Linked DNA regions of Sus scrofa: region 1 is linked to region 2. A link is a contact called in public targeted proximity ligation data. All regions are on one chromosome and are shown on one strand. The core of a region is the stretch at or near the end of the contact, and the rest is flanking DNA. Distances in the headings are between cores, read along the strand shown.

The links.
Region 1: a targeted proximity ligation map of alveolar macrophages shows a contact between it and region 2. A contact is called at or near these places in 2 of 47 Hi-C or Micro-C datasets (epiblast stem cells and heart right ventricle) and 1 of 2 datasets of targeted methods (alveolar macrophages).

What each region holds. Positions count from the first base shown.
Region 1 is chr4:55,326,503-55,329,618 of Sscrofa11.1, reverse strand. No RefSeq gene overlaps it. Among named protein-coding and RNA genes, the nearest start is that of FABP5, 45 kb to the right of the region's middle.
Region 2 is chr4:55,069,237-55,072,226 of Sscrofa11.1, reverse strand. No RefSeq gene overlaps it. Among named protein-coding and RNA genes, the nearest start is that of FABP4, 26 kb to the left of the region's middle.

The DNA.
Region 1 (3,116 bases), core at 174-2,673, 260 kb before region 2:
TGAAGAAGGAGGAAGAATTTTGTTCTCATTTATGAGAAAAGCCTCCAGGGCCTGTTCTAGCAAAAGTACAATGGGAGACACTTTCTCTTTCACTGGACATGGCTTTGAATGCCTCCTCTCATTTCACGTTTTGGAATTACAAATTCTTCTTTGTGTTCTTCAGTGACGTGTTTTCTGACTAGGATTTTTTCTTTTTTCTTTTAAACAGGACTGGGGCTGTGCAGGGGTTCTGGGAGAGGCTGAATTGCCCCAGGATCATGCTCTTTCTAGGAAACAGGAACTAGGGGGTCAAGGTTTGTGTGGGTTCAGTGTCATCTGAACTTGATGCGCCTTGGCCTCATGTGTCCCTTCCATGTTTAGAAGGTCCCTCTCTTGGGCCTATCATTTCACAGAAGCCCCAGGATATGGTGATTTGGGTGGAGCCTGTATTTTATCTCAAGGTTTGGAGGAATGTCATGTTGATCTATTCCCACTAGAAGCTGGGTACTTCTATGAGTGAACTTCCTGAGAGTCCATGCCATTAATAGATAGGACAATTTTAGCTCTTTGAGCAAAGGTCTCTTGAGTTTTGACTTCAACCTGAAAAACAGATGACAAATGATAGCATTAGGTTCTGCCTGTTAAACTGATTTCCTGGATGATGTTTCTCTTGCATAATCCCTGTTAAATATTTGTACCTGATTCACCTGAGTTAAACAGTTGCAAATTTCCCAGGGTGGAGGAATAGGTACAAGTCAACCCAGGGTACAAATATGGTGCCTAAGTCAGGCCCTGGCGAGTCTTCATTCCCTAAAACGAGGTGTAGCACTCTCATTTTTTACTGTAGCGGACAAAGACATGGTGATTGAAACCAGAAAGAGCCTCATTTAAAAAGGCCAGGCGCCTAGTACCCCCTCCTCTGTGAAGGAAGAAATGAGAAGACATAACCTTTTTATTTATGTATTTTTTAATTGTTTTTTATTTTTTGGCTTTTTAGGGCCACACCCACGGCATACGGAAATTCCCAAGCTAGGGGTCGAATTGGAGCCACATCCACAGCAAGGCGGGATCAAGCCTCATCTGCGGCCTATGCCACAGCTCACGGCAACACCGGATCCTTAACCCACTGAGAGAAGCCAGAGATTGAACCCACAGCCTCATGGTACTAGTTGGATTTGTTACCTCTGAGCCACCATAGGAACTCCTCTTTAGTTTTATGTTGTAGATTACACATTTCTAAATATGTGGGAAATTATCAAAGATTGTGGTTCTTGATTTTGAAAAATGAAATTTTTCCTGTTAAAGTGTAACTATATAGGCATGCATATTAGCCCTATCTTTGCTTAATTTGGAGAGAATCAGCTGTTTCTAATCATTGCTTAAACCCCATAAAGGTTTCCAAGATTGGACCGCACCCAGTCCAAACTCTATCCAAGGTGGGCCAGTTCTGCCATCTAGTGGCCACCTTGTTGAACTACATCAGAGGGCATTCTGCGGTCTAGTCTGTTCTAGTCCTGAGAATTACTTTTAATTTAATGAGTCATGTGATTAGTTTTGGCCTTCATGTCTTTTCATTCCTACCTACTATCTGTGTGACTTGGGAAAATTATTTAATATTTCTGTGACTCAGTCTATCCATCTGCAGAATGGGGATAAGGACCTACTTCCTGTGATTTTCATGAGGCTCATGTGAGATAATATATGGAAAACGCTTAACAGAAGGCCTAGGCACAGGTAAATCCTGAATAAAATTTTATATTTTTATTATATTTCCTAATATAATTATAATTTTGCAAGTCCAGAACTGAAAATAAAAATAGGCTGAAACATAGAGTTCCCACTGTGACTCAGTGGTAATGAACCCAACCAGGATCCATGAGGATATGGGTTCAATCCCTGACCTTGCTCAGTGGGTTAAGGATCCAGCATTGCCTTGAGCTGTGGTGTAGGTCACAGACACAGCTCGGATCCTGCAATCCTGTGGTTCTGGCGCAGGCCGGAGGCTGCAGCTCTGATTCAACCCCTGGCCTGGGAACCTCCATATGCTGGGAGTATGGCCTTAAAAAGACCAAAAAAAAAAAAAAAAAAAAAAAAAAAAAAAGGCCAAAACATGGGAAATCGAGATATGGATATATGAGTATTTCAGAATAAATTAAATATACAATATCCAAAGCTTGGAAGAAGATCAAGTTTATTTAGGCTTCTCGTGTACACTGCCAACAATTGTATCATTGCAATTATGCCCACCTCATTCCAAGTCTTTCCCCACGTCATACTGAATGTTCCCACATGGCAGACAACTCATTACCCTGCATGCGTTTTAAGGCCTTTCTTCCTCTTTCAGGAACATTCTCCCTTTCAATTTTATATTTCACAACCCTTAATTCCTAACTCAAATGCCAGCTTCCTGTACACACTCCTCCAGGGCTGCAAGTAAAGTAGATCTTGCCTTTCATCTCTAGCAGAGCATTTGATGCACATGGATGTGCTGGAGACAGCTGGGAATCTGTGTGTGTGGCCACATCACTACAGGGTGATGTGCTTGCTGTGAGATGTTATATATTATCTTTGTATCTTCTCTCCCCCAACCCAAGGCCTAACACAAAGACTCCACACAAAAAATGCTCCATAGAAGGTTGTAGAACTGAAATAAAATCTTGGAGTTCCCCTCGTGGCACAGTGGTTAATGAATCCGACTAGGAACCATGAGGTTGAGGGTTCGATCTCTGCCCTTGCTCAGTGGGTTAAAGGATCCAACGTTGCCGTGAGCTGTGGTGTAGTTTGTAGACGCGGCTCGGATCCTGTGTTGCTGTGGCTCTGGTGTAGGCCAATGGCTACAGCTCCGATTGGACCCCTAGACTGGAAACCTCCATATGCCACCAGAGTGGCCCAAGAAATAGCAAAAAGACAAAAAAAAAAAAAAAAATCTTGGCAAACAAATATGTAGAACAGTTTTTTAAGAAGGCCGAATGACTCTTAGAAGCATCTAAGGTACATTGGACTAAAATGGCCCAAGGCTTTGAGTTGGCAGGGTTAGTCCATCAAAATATGCTTTAGGATTAAAAATTAAGTAACATTTTATAATAAAAATAACATACTTTGGGATTAAAATCAAGTAATATTTTATAATGACAATA
Region 2 (2,990 bases), core at 122-2,621:
AGAATTCACCATCCTGAAACAGTATTGGAAACAAAAGTTTGTTAGTGGATGAGTCCATCAAGCAGTAGCAAATATATAGAAAGTCAAAAGATAAGAATGGCCAAGATAGCATAAGACACTGAACTCACTTCCTCCCACAAGAACAACAAAATTCCAACTCTTTGCAGAGCAACTAACAGTGAGTACAACCTGAAGACTAGCAGAAAAGATCTACAACTAAACAAACAAGGAACCAGTGCTAGTCCAGGGACCTCTGGGGCCACACAACCAGTTGTTGGCCCTGCCCACCAGCTGGTAAATGTGAACCCCAGCACCCAGTCTCACCCACTAGTGGACCCCCTGGGCCCTGGACCCACCTGCCATTGTGCTGATACTAGCCCTGGACCAATCATGGCTCTACACTAAACCATATTAGGACTAGGTCCTCTCATAAGAAAGTTGGAACAGCACCAGGACCCCCTCCCACCAATGGGCCAATACCTACTCCAGGACCTCAGAGGCCCACAGCCAGAGATCCAAGGACCTAAACTTCCTCTCACCAGGCCAACAATAGCCCTTGGACCACCTTGGCACTGCAATCAACAGTATCAAGACCTGGCCCACCCACCAGCATGCCTGCATCACCTAGAGATGGGCCCCAACCAACCCACCAGCAGGCCAAAACCAGCTCCAAAAGAACTCAGACTGCCCAGCAAGCTGCCATGGGATCTGACTCCATAAACCAATGGATCAGCACTCTCCCTGGGACAACAGTTTCCATAGCTGGCCAACTCATGACCCAGCCTGGTCCACCAGTAAGTCAGCATCAGGAATGGGATTCCCCACAGCCAGGACCTAGTCCCTCCTACCAGCATACTGCCTATGTTTTATTCTGGATGTTTTATGGTTTCAGATCTTACATTTAAGCTTTAATTCATTTTGAACTTATTTTTGGATACGGGGTGAGAAAGTAGTCCAGTTTGATTCTTTTGCTTGTCACTGTCCAGTTTTCCCAGGACCACATGTTGAAGAGGCTAACTACTCCCTATTGTATATTTTTGCCTCCTTTGTCTTTGACATCAGTTTTAGAAATATTTGTTTGGATGTCTCCTCAGGCAAGGGAACCAAAAAGCAAAACTAAACAAATGGAATTACATCAAACTAAAAATCTTTTCCAAAGCAAAGGAAACTATCAATCGATCCAAAAGGTAGTCTATTGAATTGGAGAAGATGTTTGTTGTCAATTTATCCAATAAAGAATTTATATACAAAATATACAAAGAACTCATACAATTCAACATCAGAAAAATGCACAGCCCAATTAAAAAGGGGAAAGAGGATCTGAATAGACATTTCTCCAAAGAATACATACAGATGACCAACAACCATGTGAAAATATGCTCAGTGCCACTAGTCATCAGGGAAGTGCAAATCAAAACCACAACGGATGTCACCTCACACCAATCAGAATGGCCATCATCAAAAGTCTACAAACAATAAATGCTGGAGAGGGTGTAGAAAAAAGGCAACTCTCCCACATTGTTGGTGGGATTGTATAATAGCACAACCACTACAAAGAATAGTATGGAGATTCTTTAAAATAACAAAAAATAGAGCTACCATATGATCCAGCAATACCACTTCTGGACATATATCCAAAGAAAACTCTAATTCAAAAATATGCATGGACCTCAATATTCATTGCAGGGCTATTTACAACAGCCAAGACATGGAAGCAACCTAAATGTCCATTGATAGATGAATGGATAAAGATGTGGTACATCATGCAATGGAGCATTGTTCAGCCATAAAAAGAATGAAATATTACCATTTGCAGCAACATGGATGTAATTAGAGATTATCATACTAAATGGAATAAGTCAGAGGAAGAAAAGTATCATATCACTTATATGTGGAATCTTATAAAAAATTACACAAATGAGGAGTTATCATTGTGGCTCAGCAGGTTACGAAACCCAACAAGTATCCATGAGGATGTGGGTTCCATCCATCCCTGGCCTCACTCAGTGGGTTAAGGATACAGTGTAGCTGTGAGCTGTAGTGTAGGTCTCAGTCATGGTTGGGATCTGGTGTAGGCTGGTGACTACAGCTCTGATTCAATCCCTAGCCTAGGAACTTCCATATGCCATACCTGCTACCCTAGGAAGACAAAAAGGAAAAGAAAAAAAAAAAGAAAGAAAAAAGATACAAATGAATTTACAAAACAGAAACAGACTCATTAACATAGAAAGCAAACTATGTTACCAAAGGGAAAATGTGGGGGAAGGATAAATTAGGAGTTTGGGATTAACAGATACACACTACTATATGTAAAATACATAACCAACAAGAACCTACTGTATAGCACAAGGAACTCTACTCAATATTCTATAATAACCCAACTGGGAAAAGAAGCTGCAAAAGAATGGATATATGTATAACTGAATCACTTTTCTCTAAACCTGAAACTAACACAATACTGTAAATCAAGTACACTTCTATTAAATTAAAAAATAAATGTAACACAGGAAAATAACCAAGTAAACAAATAAAAATAAAGGAAAAAAGGAGAGAAAATACAGCAAATAAGAGATTGGGGCAAGAATATAGAGAAAAGGGAAGCCCCATGCACTGTTGGTGGGAATATAAATTGGTGCAGCCACTATGGAAAGCAGTATAGCGAGTCCTCAAAAAGTTAAAAATAGAACTATCGTGCAATTCAGTAATTCCTAGATATTTACTCCAGAGAAATGAAAGCATTCTTGCGATGGTCTATGTCACAAATATGTATAACAGTTTTATTTGTAATAGCTGTGTAATATCTCTCAAGAAGTGTTCAAAGGAAGATTTGCTTGTACAACTAGGTATTGATAAAAATGATGGGAGGAAAAGACTAGAACGTCAGCACCACCGACAATCTTGTAAAGCCTCTCTCCCAGAGAAGAAAATATATTTAAAAAGTTGAGAGTCTGGGAAGATAAAAAGTTTTTTTTTTTAAATAAAGACATAAT